2 separate regions of the Gossypium hirsutum genome follow, and region 1 is linked to region 2. The links are chromatin contacts, called in public Hi-C maps. All regions are on one chromosome and are shown on one strand. Each heading gives the region's core, a stretch centred on a gene start, on an enhancer-like site or on the middle of the called end of the contact. The rest is flanking DNA. Distances are from core to core; before and after follow the strand shown. Region 1 overlaps LOC107896860 (U2 small nuclear ribonucleoprotein A'). Region 2 overlaps LOC121208361 (a long non-coding RNA gene).

Evidence for each region. A called contact is a pair of places that touch in the nucleus more often than the background predicts.
Region 1: a Hi-C map of leaf shows a contact between it and region 2, with 4 times the contacts expected there. The contact joins two enhancer-like sites. A contact is called at or near these places in 18 of 34 Hi-C or Micro-C datasets (anther, callus, fibers and 4 more).

Annotation. Positions count from the first base shown.
Region 1 is chrA10:89,695,420-89,699,604 of Gossypium_hirsutum_v2.1, forward strand. It overlaps LOC107896860 (U2 small nuclear ribonucleoprotein A'), which reads right to left. Exons shown (of 8, transcript XM_016822156.2): 6 at 3,760-3,810; 7 at 3,492-3,659; 8 at 1,993-2,178. The coding sequence ends at 2,173. Among protein-coding and RNA genes, the nearest start is that of LOC107896860, 7.4 kb to the right of the region's middle. Within about 2 kb of position 1,327, at least 7 of the 9 cell types and tissues checked have an H3K27ac peak or open chromatin away from gene starts, as enhancers often do. A contact at or near this core is called in fibers and leaf, where this site is marked.
Region 2 is chrA10:89,452,450-89,457,131 of Gossypium_hirsutum_v2.1, forward strand. LOC121208361 (a long non-coding RNA gene) reads right to left here. Exons shown (of 5, transcript XR_005903350.1): 5 at 4,082-4,493. Among protein-coding and RNA genes, the nearest start is that of LOC121208361, 4.2 kb to the right of the region's middle. Within about 2 kb of position 1,517, at least 5 of the 9 cell types and tissues checked have an H3K27ac peak or open chromatin away from gene starts, as enhancers often do. A contact at or near this core is called in fibers and leaf, where this site is marked.

The sequences.
Region 1 (4,185 bases), core at 77-2,576, 240 kb after region 2:
AATCAACCAAGAGGATCCCATTCAAAGTTGGTCTCAAATTTTGCCTAAAAAAATCACTACTTTAGCATCTTCAACTTTATTAATTTTACTCCATCCTTACTTGAATCAACAGTTGAATCAACAGGGTTTGATATTTGCTGCATTAGTGAGAGATGTTAGTAAATATACAATCGACCTGAACTAGGTATAGCTGGTAATAATATAAACTTATCACTTAATTCACTCATTTTCATGTTTGTGGCTTATACATTACTATATAATAAAGCTTACCATGGCCAATATTGTGAAATTTGAAATGGATCCACCTATTAAACTAAGATTTGATTGCTTCAACCATTCAACTAATATAATTTAACCGAATTTTTTAAAGAAAAAAAACTACTTTAAAATGGTGAAACATCAAAAACCATGAACCCAAGTAAAAAGTCTATTAAGAAATTCATATGGCCCTGGCCTTTTTGTTGCTTGTGTTCTGTTTTTTTTTTCTTTTCTTTTGGCAATTGACTGATTGAGGTATTTGTTGTTATGAATGAATAGGGGTGTAAAAACCCGTTAACTGATTAAATCGAAATAAGTCGAATTAATTTAACTAAATTAAGTCATTTATCAATTTATTTGGTTAAGTTAAAAGGTGATATGGGTCGGGTCGGGTTGAGTCAGTAACAAAATTTCAAGTCGGCTTTATAGGCACAGGCTTGACTCGGTCCAAAAAATAGGCCTAAAATTTTGTTTAACCCTAGCCCAAATAAAAAAGTTAAAACCCGAGCCTGGACTAGCCCGCCCGTATTGGTTTTTATATTATTTTTATATATAAAAATAAATTTAAAAAATATAATACGTCAAATATACAAAAAATATTTAAAAAAATATTTCTCAACAAATTGAAAATATTTTTTTAAAAAAAATAGTCTTTATACTTAGATAATTCTAAGATAAGTACAACTTAACAAGAAAATACCAATAAAATAGTAGTAAAATTAAAAATAAAACAATAATTATACAATAACCAAATAATAATAACAAAATAGTAGCAATATTTGTGACGTTACAGCAAAACAACAGCAGTTTCTTTTTGCAAATTTTGACCTAATTTAACCTAGACCAAAAATAAACCTTACCCAAGAACTAACTTGTTTTCTAAATAAATTTTATTTTTTTTCCCAAATCTATTTTTTAAATCTAATTTTTTATTGAAATCTTCTCATTTTTCAGACACAACTTTGGACCAAGTTGAATGTCAGAATCCATGATAAGTGTAGGTCAAACATATCATTTTTTGTGATTTCATCAATCGGTGCTGGGTTTTGAGTTTTCAAACAGTATAAACTGATCTATTTCTTAAATAAATAAAAACTAATGTCGATACCCAAAATTTAAATGCCTAAAGCTCATATCCATACGATGGCAACGAAAACCCAAATAAATTTCCAGCCCAAAATTTACAATTTAATTAATTTAAATAAAATAAAAGAAAAAAGTCAATTTCTCCTCTAAGGCACGTGAAAGTCGACCCTTCGTGTTCATGCCCCACGGTCTAATAGATGTCTCAGAGTGGACTAAAAGTGCGGATATTCCCCTAAGAGCGGAAATCCCGCATCCAAAAGACTAGCAGCGTATTCGTCCCAAACAGTCTTTGTCCAATTCTTCCATCAATCCCATTCCCCTAACAGCTCCTTCTATCAAAGAGCCAAAGAGGGCATTCTTTCACAAGCGATTCTTGCACAATTTTTTACCTCTCGAATTTACATCAGATCCAGGTGCTTCCAATTTCTTTTGAAACTGAAAGAATACTTAACCACAAATCATGTTGGGTTAAATTAGATGTTTCTTTTCAATGAGATAATTATCACTTTTAATTAAATTGAAATTTATAATGTGAATATAAGATTGGAGTTTGTAATTTGATTCGATGTTTAGAATCATATTCTCAACCATCTCTGGGCGTTCCGCTCCCATCACCTTTGCACCAAGTCTAATATCCAAAGGATCAACTTAATAAAATCCACGCCAGATGCATTCACAACTATGTCAAAACCAGTAGCACAACAAAGGAGCTATAATCCATATCTCAATATCCAAACAAAATAGAGCTGAGTACTATCCTTTAGACTACGAAAATCGATATCCCAAATCCTTTGTTGCCATTCAACAATGCACCCAACTGATTGGCTGCTATTCCTGAAACAACAAATAAAATAAATAAATAAATAAATAATGAGACCACTTACCATATTAACCATACATGGCACATGAACACATATTAGAAACATCAATACATTCATATACGTGAAACTTACTTCAAGATAAAACACATAAAATCATCTATATATTGATCACACATGAAACTAACTTGTCATGAAAATTTGTCTATGAAGTCTAAGGATCTGAGCAACTTCGCACTGAACTACAATCCCAGACAAAATTTAATAAAATTTTCTCAACACTCAAACCATTTTTAGCTCAATCATCAAACTTAAAAATGGTCTAGCTGACCTTTTATTTTCAAGCTTTGTTATAAGTCAAATTTGAGCTCAAGGATGCTTTGTATCTTTTAAGCTAGTTAATAGATAGATCATTTATAACTTTTTAGCTGTTTCCCTTTTTGTTTTTATTTTAATATATGGGGCAGAAATTACCCAAACCCCATTCTACCTAACACTTAAATTAAGTCGGGCAGCCATTTTTAAAAATATGCATGCACACATACACAGGATGCAATACAGAAAAAGAAACTATATGACAGTGATTTTTACAAAATAAGGATACAGGCATCATGGAGATACATCAACAAAAAGTATATTCTCACCATCATGGAGATACAAAACTATTCGACTTTTGACTGATCAATTTTGTCTTAAAACTATTTTGTATTTTAGCGATCAAATTCTATATAGTACATATATAAACTCCCTCACTCAAAAGTTCGGAAATTCTTTTCTTTTTTTCATTTAATCACTTACAAGTTCAAACTAAAAGGAGCTTAAAATTGGATATACTTCATGAAAAATCAATCAATAACAACTTTTATATCAAAGTAGTAGCAAATATATAGTCATTTAAATTAACTTTAACTAAAATAATAATAAAGGATCGTTTAAAACACGTATATATAAAAGAGTTCAAAGCTGGATATGCTTGACCATGAAAAGTCAAGCAGAGACAATTTTAAGGGAGATAAGAACTATTAAAAAAATAAAGACATCTAAATTAATTTTAACCAAGTAATTAATAAAGGGTCCATTAAAACAAATAAAAATACATAAAAACAGATTTGTTACCATAAGTCATTAAGGTAAATTTATTATCTTGAAAAAAATCTTTGCGAATAACTGTTATAGCATTCAAGTTTCGGTTTAAGCTTTAAAACAGAATGCATATAAGGATGCATGTACCAAACCTTCCAATAAGCCAAAACAATTTAAAATATCTACACAAAAAGCTCATATGAGCACAAATAAAATTCAGAATCCTCATGGTAAATATCAACATACCTGTTCCATGGGTGCAGGTTCTTCATTCTTGTCTTCATCCATATTATCTGGTTCAACATTGGACTCATTTTGAATATCAGAAACCTTTTTTTCATCTCCGCCTTTAGCAGCATTGGTATCATCACCGGGAATCTTCAAATCTGCAGGAAGTTGACCTGTCTGCAATGCCTGCTCAAGCAAAGAGACATCCAGAATGTGAAGTTAGAATTAAGAAAGAAATCTAAACGACAACTGTCATTAAAAGCCACTCCTGCAATTAAGTAATCACCTTTTCAAGTCTTGCAACCTCTTCCAAAGTCTGAGAATTCACAATAGCCGCCTGCATACCAAATAAATCTAAACCATATCAGAATTTAGCCATAGTGATGCACTACAAAAGATGCAGAAGTCATTTAAAACATGACAAGAATTACCAATGACCATTTATGTAGTTAAAGCCACAAAAAGATCACAAATATGCAGGCAAATTAAAAATTAGTGCACAAGAAAATAATTTAGCAACATGGTCCAGACATCAGTCCCAGTTATTGACAAACACTGTTTTTACATTTTAAACCTTACTGCCAAATGTAACTAATGTCAGAAGGTTGCTCAAGCATTCTCAAAAGTACCACTCATTTAGACACTTCTTATCATACATGTATGATTTCCTTCCCATTAATGCTGCTGGTTAGATGAGGGCGCATAAAAGTGT
Region 2 (4,682 bases), core at 267-2,766:
TCGCTAGCTTCATCAATCTCCTTTATCCTATCTTCGCTTTCTATAATTCTTTTTTCCAAAACATTGCTAGCACCCACATTCCATTTCTTGAGAACTCCCTTGAGTTTTACTGCCATTTGCCCTTTTAAACTACCCATTCCCGACCATTCATTCTCAATTAGTCTCCTACAATCTTGCTTTTTAAACCATGCATTAACTAACTTGAAAGGTCTTGGTCCTCAGTCGATTGTTTCATTTACCAACAAAACTAGTATGTGATCCGATATCGTTCTGTTTAGTCCTTGCTGTTGTAAGTCTTTCAATTGAACCAACCATTCTTCCTCTAGTAAAAATCTATCAAGTCTACTACGTCTATTGTCCGGACCAATCCATGTGAACTTTTTCCCCAATAACGGCAAATCTTCCAATTTACATCTATCAATAAAGTCACCAAACTCCTTTGACCCCTTCTTTATGCCCGAACAGATGATTCGTTCACTTCTATTTCTCACCATGTTAAAATCCCCACCTACTATCCATGCATTACTAAATTTACTTCTAAACCCATATAGATCTTCCCAAAGAATTTTTTGATCTGACAGATTGTTAGGAGCATATACATTAATCAATACTGCCTTCATCCTTTCACACACCTACTTTCCTTCAATTACAATAAATTTGTTCCCACTAAACTCCATATTGGTTGTAAACATACCTTTATCCCATATTGTTATCAATCCTCCTTACCTTTCTATTGCAGCTGCAAATTTAAATTCAAAATAGTCATCGCCCCAAAATTTTCTAACTAAATCCATTGACACCATTTCTAACTTAGTTTCTTGAAGGAAGCAGACATTTGCCATAGTCTTTCTCACTAATCTATTGACAGCTTCTATTTTAGCTACAGGCCCCAACCCTTTGATATTCCAGGAGACAAATCTCATATTTCCAATCGAACTAATTAAATAAAGTAAAATCCAGTAAACCAGCCACTCACCAATTATCCTGAATTCCTCCTCCCTCTGTCTTTGATAGCTCCCTATTGCTGCCCTTCAATCCTCATTATCTCTTCGATTACTATCTCCTCATCGCCTTGGACACTAAACCCCAATTTTTTCCCCACCTCCCACGTCTTCTTCGCTTCTTTAACAATGACTTTTCTTCTGTTACTGATGTCTGAGTCCGATAACGATAGGTTTGCTATGCTTTCGTCGTTCCTGGAATCCCCATTTCCCTTTAATTTTCTCATTCCCCTATCTCTCTTCAGCTTTTCTTTTGTTGTGAGCACTGTATCCTGAATCTTCTGCATAAATCTAATTCTCTCATTCAACACTTTCTTATTTCTTTTGTTTTGTCTTATTTGGAAAAGTTCCTCTTCAAGTTCAGATGCTGCAACCCGATCCCTTGGTTCCTCTATTTCTTATAAAAATGTTGAATTTTGATTTAACTTTGGGTTCCCTTCATTGATTGGAATCTGCATTTCTTTCTCATTTAAGTCCATTTCATTGCCCTCAACTATTTGTGTTTCTAGCCCTTTATTCTGATCCAATACCAATACTGAGCCCATAGTAATTAAATCTTCTTGACCCTGATCCGTCAAGGCTTCAATAGCCTCCCCTTTGAAAGCTTTTTCAATAAATAATACAAATGTAATTTCAAAAATAATTTAGATAGAAACATGATGAAGTCGTCAAAATGGGTGGAACATTTGAAAAGTTAAGCTAATTTAATTGACAAGAACATGAAGAAAATGTATTGTAGATAAGATTTTTAAGCAAGAAACGTGAACCAATGCTTCTTGCAGATTTTTTCTTTAATATTATCAGTTTGCCTCAGAGACTTAAGTCTGATATCCATATAAATATGTCTTGTGTCCAAGAGAATCAGAAATGGAGTAAATATGAGACTTGAATATTATATTTTTGTTGCATTCATTTCCCCTTTTTCCATTAAGTTGAAGCTTTCAATTAAGGTGCCAGTAAACTTAGGCTAGATAAAGACTAGCATTGGGAGACGTCTAATATAACTTATAGACTATATATTTGCTCTATGCTTCTTGGTGAAGGCTAGCACATTGACTGAATTATATCAATGACAATGGATAGGTTTTGAATAAAGCAGCCTGGTTCTCTTAGGTTGTATATGTTAATGCTGAAAGATTAGTTCGATAAGTATATGCAATTGTTTTAAAAAATTTTAATTTATTTAAATAATATTACATTATACTTATATTTGAATATTTGTATACGAACAAATACAAATACTCTAGAAAACTTAAAGGTTATATAACATGGTTTCTATAGAAAAACAGATCAAAGCTTTCTAAATTTTTCCTTCCTTCTTCAGCGGTTTAATCAACAAAAAGTGCTCCCCAGAGATGCTTGTTTAACAGCTAACTGTTTAAAAAAAAAATTGTGATATAAATTGATTTGTTGAGCAAACCTTTGAACAACTTGTCAAGAAATAAACAGACTTCAAATCTCTAAAATTTAGATGAAAGTGATGGGGTTTATCAAATCTGACTTAAAATCATAGTTATCTATCTTTTATTTCGTATGCCAAGATTTGTAATTACCCTATTTATAATATTAATTTCAAGATTCTAACTAATATTATCATAAAAAGATGTGAAATTTTGTCTCCTTTTGGCATTAGAGAAATGATTAAAACTGTGTCATAATATGTATTATATAATTAGACATTAAATAAAAAATAATTTATATAAATTTAAACTTGAAATTAGAAAGATAAATAAAAACATTAATAAAAAATAAGATTTTTAAAATATTTTCTTCTCATTTTTTAAAACAAATCATGAGAGTTACCAAAAATAATCTATTGAAATTAATTTATTACTAACTCATATTAAAACATAATAAATAAATAAATAAATATCCTTATGCACAGTGGTGAAGCCGGCGACTGGCAGAGATCCCGATTCACCCTAAAATGATTTTTTTATTTTATTTTAGGTCTCTTTATAATTTATAAAATTTTAAATTGACAATAATAAAATTATATCTTGACTTTCAAAAATAATAAAAATTTAATTTAATTTTTTAAAAATTATAAAAATACGAGCTACTAAAATAATGAAATTATATTTTTACTATCATAAAAATATATTTAACCTCTAATAAAATCTTTTGACTTCGTCTATATTTAAACTATAATTAATGTAAAGGTATGTTAATCTAGAGTTTTCATTTTTACATCAACTTTATGCACATCTAGCGGCCTATATGGTCGATACGGCTCTCTAATGGGTTTTACAATTTCAAATGGGGGCCAACCATGCCCAGTGCCTAGTGCAGGTAATAATTTGATGAGTAATTTTAAAAAATACATTAATTATTTAAGGTAAATTTTTAAAAAGAATTAAGTGAGAGAGATAAGTTGAAATAAAATTACAATTTAATGCATATATGCATATTTTAAATAAGTTTGACACTGAAGTCAAACTGCCATCTAAAGTTTGAAGTGATAAAATATGTAATTCAAATAATATTAAAATTTGAGTAATAATTAGTTGAAATAATCCATGAACTTTAAGATTGAAGTTAGAATGAAAGATGGTATCATTGAATTTGAGTGCTGAGTTTGGTACTGCTTTGGCGTAGTCCTTTTCTTTATAAATTAATTCTAGTCTAACGTAGTTCTAACAACTGGTTTACAGCGTTCAGATGCTAAATTAATAGGTCAGCATGGCTACTGAATTCTTCTTCTTCTACCTACTTATGTTGGAGTATTAGCTCAATTCACTAAAGCTCCGTTTGTTTAGCAGTAAAATATTTTTCGAAAAATAATTTCTAAAAAATAATTTATTTTTTTAATATTTGGATGAATCTTGTAAAATATTTTCTGTTGTTTGGCAGATTTCTTGAAAATATTTCATAAAGCTGTTTTAAATTAAACAAATATATATTTAAGAATTTATTATCTATTCGGTGTTTAATTGAGTTTATCATATATATATATAAATTAATAAATTTATATTTTAAATTGTTTTTACATATATTGTAATAATTTATTTAAAAATAAATAAATTAAATTAAATATATAATATTCTCAATTATTAAGCTAGAATATTAACCGTCATAAATTGAAAATAATCAAAGTCAATTAAATTATTTCTAATTGTGTTATAAAAAAAAACAAGGATTGAATAATTATAAATTAGCTTCCAAACCACAATTAATACTAGAAATTAATAATATTATCCAAATTTTACTAGAAACAAGGATCGTATGCACACACTCAAAGAAGTTCCTTTGCTGAGCCAACCTCCTGCCAAGCTTTGAACAGCTCAGAGCCACGAATGGCAGCTCTCCATGAACGGGAAACAAGCTCCACCTTAGGATATAGGTAGAAGGGAGCTCGTGCTAGGCATCTAAGGGCAACAGCATCTAGAAGACCTTCAATTAATCCAGACATACTAACCAAGGTTTCATCAAATCCAATAATTCTTCACTGAAAATTTTTACTATGTCAACCTCAGCAGTGTAATATGCAATCTGAAAGAGCAAATTTATAACTTGTGTGTAAGAACCAAATCAATAGTTTTGGACTTCAGAAGTAATGCATTAATCAATGTCCAGTTAGATCATAATTTAAATAGAATCACTATATTTGTGTTCAGTAGCATTTGCAGCGCAATTAGAATTGATTATTTCTTTTAAGGAAAGGGGGATTAGCATCAATGA